2 separate regions of the Mus musculus genome follow, and region 2 is linked to region 1. A link is a contact called in public Hi-C data. All regions are on one chromosome and are shown on one strand. Each heading gives the region's core, a stretch centred on a gene start, on an enhancer-like site or on the middle of the called end of the contact. The rest is flanking DNA. Distances are from core to core; before and after follow the strand shown. Region 1 overlaps Cdk14 (cyclin-dependent kinase 14). Region 2 overlaps Cdk14 (cyclin-dependent kinase 14).

The links. A called contact is a pair of places that touch in the nucleus more often than the background predicts.
Region 2: a Hi-C map of muscle stem cells shows a contact between it and region 1, with 2.3 times the contacts expected there. The contact joins two enhancer-like sites. A contact is called at or near these places in 1 of 39 promoter capture datasets (the SN4741 cell line), 5 of 484 Hi-C or Micro-C datasets (the HL-1 cell line, the N1E-115 cell line, Sertoli cells and 2 more), 3 of 115 datasets of contacts at active chromatin or transcription factors (cardiomyocytes, extraembryonic endoderm stem cells and pancreatic cancer cells) and 3 of 9 other capture datasets (adipose tissue, liver and pancreatic islet).

Annotation. Positions count from the first base shown.
Region 1 is chr5:5,251,599-5,255,142 of GRCm38.p6, reverse strand. All of the region lies in intron 2 of Cdk14 (cyclin-dependent kinase 14), which reads left to right. Among named protein-coding and RNA genes, the nearest start is that of Gm30151, 120 kb to the left of the region's middle. Within about 2 kb of position 1,567, at least 14 of the 459 cell types and tissues checked have an H3K27ac peak or open chromatin away from gene starts, as enhancers often do. A contact at or near this core is called in the HL-1 cell line, muscle stem cells and pancreatic cancer cells, where this site is marked.
Region 2 is chr5:5,342,128-5,345,671 of GRCm38.p6, reverse strand. All of the region lies in intron 2 of Cdk14 (cyclin-dependent kinase 14), which reads left to right. Among named protein-coding and RNA genes, the nearest start is that of Gm30151, 27 kb to the left of the region's middle. Within about 2 kb of position 1,726, at least 204 of the 459 cell types and tissues checked have an H3K27ac peak or open chromatin away from gene starts, as enhancers often do. A contact at or near this core is called in the HL-1 cell line, muscle stem cells and pancreatic cancer cells, where this site is marked.

The DNA of each region.
Region 1 (3,544 bases), core at 318-2,817:
CAAGAAGCCATTTGCAAAAGATAGCTGTTAGGAGAAGGAAAATCAGTTATCTTTAGTGGAGTGATGTTGGAGGTATCAGGCACACATCATGCTAAGGAGCAGTTAACCAACATAAATTGAATGCTGACTCTTTAGTGACTACGTTTTGCTTTTTGTGTTTGTTGTATTAGAGAGAAGGAACATGAAGTCGGTGGCAAGGGAGCAGGGAGGAGCTGGGGGGAACTGAAGGGTGGGAAAGAATTTTATAAAATATGCTATATGAAATTCTCAAAGAACAAATAGAAAAAAAAAGGTAAGTGGGCTAGTCTTATTCAGATGAATCTGTCTCTGTGTTTTCATCTCTCACCTACATCAACATTTTAACTTCTGTTGACTTCATTGGAAGAAAAAAACCAGTTTATTCTGGTATTTGTGATGATTTATTCTCTTTAAGTGTTTTCAAGCACCACAAGGAAGGCCTGCTTATATAACTCTTGTCGCTTCTGTTTTTAAATGAAGTGTGAAAACCCGCAGCTGGGGAAGATATCCCCTTAGTTCCCATTGGTGTTGGCATGCCTTGCTTTCACATGGGGTGACCGTGTGTCTGTTTACTGTGATTGGCCTTGGGCGCATGTGCCCAGATATTTTCTTCCTGGCCCTACGATTTTAGAAGACCATTTTTAAACTACTGAAGCCTCTTGTGCTGCATGAGTTTGTCAGCAAAGATCTACTAGATTCCAGAGGACTGTTGAGGACAAACGGGTTTGAGAGCAGCTGTAGAATGAACATAAGGCCAAGCCATCACCCTACGGGAGAGGTAGATTACTGAGGTGGTTAATTAAAAGGAGTCTTTGTAGTATATGTATACAAAATACAGCAGTCATCAGAGGGATTTGTAACAAAGCTTGTTTTAAGTATCTGGGATTGAATCAGCAAAAGGCCTCTGGAGAGAGGTAACTCTTTAGCATAGTTGTGGCTTCGCTTGAGAAGAAGGCTTTTGATTCTAAGACGACAACAAAGTCTATGTAACAGATGGTAGAAACTGATGATCTACAGAATGCTCTAAGTCTCCTGTGCTTGGAGCCATTTTTGCTTGTACACTTTGTACATGACCCAATGTTCATACTCTTAAAAATATGTGTAGTGAATAAAATCAGTTAAAATTAATTTGGGGGTTGGAGAAATGGCCCAATGGTTAAGAGTGCACATTGCTCTTGCGTTTGTGGGGACCAGCATTTGGAGGTGATATTAGGAGGCTCAGAATCGCCTGTAACTAGCTCTGAGTTGTCTGACCCCCTCCTCTGGCCTCTGCTGGTACCCATACACATAGACTCTTTCTCTTTTACATATGCTCTGTCTCTGTCTCTCTCGAACTCACACAGTCTTACATATAAATCTTTAAATATTTAAATTTAATTTTCTTTCTCAGTATTTAATCTCTGATTACTGACTTAGTCAAATTGCCCTACTTTCACAGAGTAATTTCCAAGATTCTAACATATTTCAAATACTCTAAATAAACATGATTGCTGCAAGTTATATTTCTGCATCTATGTGTGCCCTGTTCTAAGATACCAACATTATAAGTTGGATTAATTTTATTTTTAAAGCCTTCCCAAGCGTTATAGATCTACTAACTTACCTTGCCTCCCCAGGAAAGTTAGTAATAGTTCTTTCTTCTGTGTTCTTGGTATTATGCTATCTGTACAGCCTCACAGTAGCAGGAGGTTAGAGAAGCTTAGTTGTTGACCATTTGGTATCTTGGTTGCCTTGTCTAATTAGTGAGTCAGACTTGAGTCATGGGATGGCAGTCAAACCGACTTTCCTCTTTTAGGGTTACTTCATATATGCTGTTAAAAGTTAAATTATTTTAAAAACTTCCTTCCTTCCTTCCTTCCTTCCTTCCTTCCTTCCTTCCTTCCTTCCTTCCTTCGGTCATTTCTTTTTGCAATCTGTCCATCAGATGTGCATTTTGTAATATGCCATTTGGGGAACATTATCTATCTTTCAGCATACTGCACTGTTGTATTGCCCTGGCCTGTTGTTCCTGGAGCTGACCATGTCTATACTGATTCCACTCAGCAGCACCCCACCCCTACTCCAGGCCTTGAGCAGCCACCCATGTCTTCAGTGAGCTTCCTACTTGGTCTAGCCTATTAGCTTTTCAACATTCTCTGCGTTTATTGTATTTCATTTATTTTTTTCTACTGTAATTGCTATTCTTCCTTTAGTAGCTTTTATCATTGGAAATCATATTTAACTCATTTTTTTAAAGTAATTCATTCGATTTAAACACAATATTATGTTTCTTTTTGATGGTTGAATAAGCAACCACAGTTTTGTCAGTGGGAGCTCTGTTAGGCCAATTCTCTTGCTAAAATTTTTTCTGATATTTTAAAAAGGATCCTAGCTTTCTAGTTAATAGCTGGAGGTTTCCTAGCCTCCATCTCTTTTTCTTTGATTCTTTTCTCCAGCCTCCCCTTGGCACTTATCTCTTGTGAGCTGGGATCTATTTATTTTTTCCAGTGGGAGGCCCGACATTTAGCTAGAATCCAGGCATCCAGTGGGGTTGGCTATGAAAGCTGGAGATGGGTGAATGGGTTACTATTTATTGGCTAGAGAAATCTCCTTTGTTAGGTACTCGGTAACAGGTTGTAGAGAGATTCACTGGAAGCTCTGCTTGCTTGCAGAAGAATAGCACCTGCATGTAATTTGTCTTCAGGGGCCTCTGCGACTGCTGGGTCTACATTATTCACTCAATGATTTTATGCTAAGAGTGGCTAGAAACTACAGCTTCCACCAAGGACTGGATACTGTTCTTATTTTCACCTTGCTGGATCCTTTTCTGAACCAGAGCTTTTAAAATGTAGGGTCTCCAGGAGAACTGTCAGATGGGTGTGCTAGGGCAGCAGAGCTGACTCCAGGTGTTTCAGGAAGACCTGAGCTCGACTTTCTGTTGTGGTCACTGTTAGCAGAGATGGGCAGATCGCAGTTACGGCTCGTGTCCCTAATACTGGACACACGACACCCTTCTAGAAGAGTTTACGTTGACTTACGTGGAAAACTCAGTATAGATTTCTTTCCTTGATGAAAACTCATGCACAAAGAAGGTGTTGATACTGGTATGGTTCATGGCATCCTGGCTGCACCGGAGACCAGAAAACTTGTCCAGAAGCTTGGTTATGTGGAGAAACTTGTTCCTGAGTTTTAGAGTACTCACGTTGTCCTAAAGTTGTGGTGATTATCCACGGCAATCCTGATAACCATTGCTTATCTTGTCCTGGGTTTATTAGTGATATATGCAGCAGTGATTTGTTGTTGTTGTTGTTGTTGTTGTTGTTGTTGTTGTTGGTGGTGGTGGTGGTGGTGGTGGTGGTGGTAGTGGTGGGTTTTCTGTTTCTGTTTTTTGTTTTTTAAGTCCTGTTTAGGTATCACAGTGGTTCAAAATGTGCATAGTAGGTTTCTACTCTCAGGTAATGTGTTACCACAAAGACACAGGCTTATTATTTCAGTTTCAACGGGCTGAAAGTCTGGGTGTGTCACAGGGTTTCTTTGCCGAGATCTT
Region 2 (3,544 bases), core at 477-2,976, 90 kb before region 1:
ACTTAACAAACACCAAATGGGTCTGGCCAGAAAAATGAACCAAAGAAGCACTGTTACCTGCAAACCATCCTTAGGGTAGATCAGCCAAGTGACAGACTGGGACACTGATCTTATCACCATGCTTCAGGAAAGTTAGTAGTAAAGAAACATACACACAGCTTCACGTGGTGATCCTTAGCAGCCTGAGGAGCCCCCCCTAAACTGTTGGGGCCTTGACTCAGGCCAAACAGGGATTGGAATTTGTGGCTTCAATTGAAGGAATTTTAGAACTGGCTTTTATAATGAAGATATTTTAATGTAGGCTTAAGCCCGAGGGTTAAGGAAAAAGAGGACACATGCAGGTATGAGCGTATATTCCCAAGGGGAAGTGGCCTTCACAGATGGAACGTTTTAACATAGCATGGACTTTATGTTAAATTATTTATCTTATTTATAAAAAAAGAAATGCAGGATTATGTATTTGGGGAAGAGTGTCAGCAGACAAAGGCCAGATGTAAATAAATCAAAATGTTTTGAAGGCAAACAAAACAGAGACAAAACAAAGCAAAGCCCAAAATGCTTTCAATAGTTTTCAGATGAGCAAAAGCTGAAGACAAACCCAAACAACCAGAATCCAAAATGCCTTCAGAGGTATGAAAACAAGTAGAAAATCAAGCCAGATGTCTAGACCAAAATGTTCCCGAAGCCACACAAGCAAAATAGACACCTTAAATCAAACACTCTGGAGAGAAAGTAAGCCCTAAACAGCATCTACCAAATAGCATCCTTAAACAACCATACTGGGCTAAACAAATTCGTCATCAGCCACGCCCCAGGGAGATAAGGATTGTGCCTGGTGGCTCCGTGCCTGTTCCTTACTTGCATGAAGGAGGCTTCTCTAGTGAAAAGTGAGTTATTCTCCTAGCCCCACATTGGGTGCCATTATTATTGACATAATGTAACTCGTATCTCAGTGAGACTAAGAGAACATTCTGGAGCCAAATATGAGTGTCTGAGTGACTGTCCAGTATAGAAACCAAACCAAAATAAAACAAAATAGTACAAAGAATGCCAGCTATCAGGACACTGATACAGATATCAAATACAGTAGTGGAACATCAGAGAGACAGGTTACACCAAGATGGAGAAATCACTACCATTTGCCTCAGATCCTATTAGCTTTGGGGTTGGTGGAAACTAATGGTCGGCCAAAATAGTATGTTCCAAAGGGAAACTAGTGCTCTGCTGTAAGTTGGAACTTTCTGTGTGATGCTTGCAAAGCCCTTAGGTTAGGGACAGAGGACTGTAATACAAGGCTCCGAGAGGCTGAGAGGGCTAAAGATGCTTCATATCTGGACTTGGAGTGTTCCAGACTCAGCGGAGCATTGCAGCTCTGAGCAGCTGGGCAGGCACATGGAGGGTTCTTTTGAAAGTCTACGTACTTTTTGGATTTTTTTTTATCCCAAAAAGCTCAGTAACATGTTTTTTAAAAATGATAGTTTTTCCCCTTGATATTATAAAGTCAGTGATAAGCTGAGCAATTTACCCTGAAAGGACTGAGTTAGCCAGAGCCAGGCTGACTCCATGAGAGGCTGCAAACTGGTAGTCTGGGAGACTAGGCCTAAGTTTTCTGTTTCCTGGATATGAGAACCTGGATCCAGGAACCTGTGGTCAGCCAACCACTACTGTGGGCAGCCAAACCAAGGATTCCTTGCTACCCTGGAAAGTCCCCAGAGTCCTAACCAATCACAAAGGCTCCACAGCCCTGAAGACAGAGCCAACCACTCAAGGGAAAGAGAAGCAAAAGTCACCCACTCCTACGCTGACAGGCTTTAAACTGACCCTGCAAAGCATACACCCAGAGAGTCTCCATTGGTAAATGGGGAGACCCCCTGCGTGCAGGAAATCCTTTATTTGAGTCTGGGGTATCATTCCCCAGCAAAGCATGGACCCTTACAATCCATCTAGACAAGGGCATTTACTCTGCCCTGTGTTCTGGACTCATGACTCCAAGTTCTTAGGTTTCCATTGTTGTAAACTGTATTTCCTAATCTTTGAGCTGTTTAAAGCTCTAACAGTTCAAGCAGTGGAGGGAGTGTTGGCCTTTTGGCTAAGAGGAAACAACCTGACAGAGTTCCAAAGTAGGACAAAGTTTGGTCGTCACAAGCAGCCCTTAGGGAGGAGGCTTTGCAGCAGCTGTGGATTCAGGCCTGTGATCAGGCTCCTCACTCTGTGACTACAACACAGTAGCTGAGTCACCCTGAGCCCCAGTGTGTCCTCCTGTGTGGTAGCTGCCAGGCCTCCCAGTACCTTGAGCCAGGGTGGTATGTGTGACCTGCCTGGGGCCGCCAGGCTCCAAAGCTCCTCAAGAGTGAGGGAAATATCTAGTGTATGTATTAATATAAAATACCTGGTGTGTAAATTAAGGCCTCAGTGTCTTAGCTTTTTTCTTCTTCCGTATAGACATTTGAGGCTAGTCTAAAGAAAATAATTGAAAAATGACTAGACTATCATATTTTACTATTTGCAAAAGATTTAATTCATATACCAACTGGCCTTTTACACCTTGGATATTTTTGTCCTGTTAATCACTTACAACAATGTCTTAAGTCTCGGAAATTCATTACAAGCCTCTATAAGAGAGAAGGCTTTGTGACAAAAGCCAGCTGCCCAGACATTTCCCCTCTCCTCACCCATCCCCCAGCAGGCTGCTGAAGCAGTGTGTTGGCATGGCTCCAGATTTCCTGAGTGACAGAATTGTTCCCAGGCCAGGAATGAGAGGAAGATGGCTCCAGCTACTTTGCTGGCTTCTGATGGAAGCCTTTCAAACTGACTCAGATCCAGCACTTTCTAACCGTTGGGAGCGCTGCTTTCAATCTGGAACGCAGAAGTCTTACAGTTAAGCATGGTTCCCGAGTCTACTTTTCAATTTTAGGAAATCCCTTTTTTGGGGTGTGTATGGCAGGGGGTACCACGAAACACTGTGAGTTGCTTGTAAGCTACCGTCCCACTTGTACAAACAAATACCATTGATTTTGATCTCTGCCTGTGTTTCCCACCTGGAGCTGCGCCCAGGATCTGAGCCTCAGTTACTGACTTTTTTTTATTGTATTCTGAGAGGGGAAAGTGTATCCACTGAAAGGCCGGGAATGATTGACTATTGTCCGTGGAATTTGTTTATCTTTTCCAAGCCTACATTCCTAGACTGTGAGAGAACTGGGCATCCCTGTGAGTGCACTTGGGCCTTGTTAGCCCCCCTCTCTTGGCATCGTTTTTAATAAAGGCTTTCTCCTTTGGGAATGAATTCAGGGATTTAGGGATAACCCCCACCCCCCAACGTTTCTCAAAGGCTGTGTCACTTAGCACTTATTAAAATAAGTGTTGAGATAATTCTAATGCGCTCCCAGGCCATCACTGTCAACTAGAAGTACAGTGTAAGTGACATTTCTTCCTATCAGTCTAATTTTAAAAGAGGGAAACATAAATTTATCTTGCCTTCACCCCCAGTGGTTGTGATCAGCCTTGATGTCACGCGTATGCCCATATCTCAGCAATGTGCTTAGCC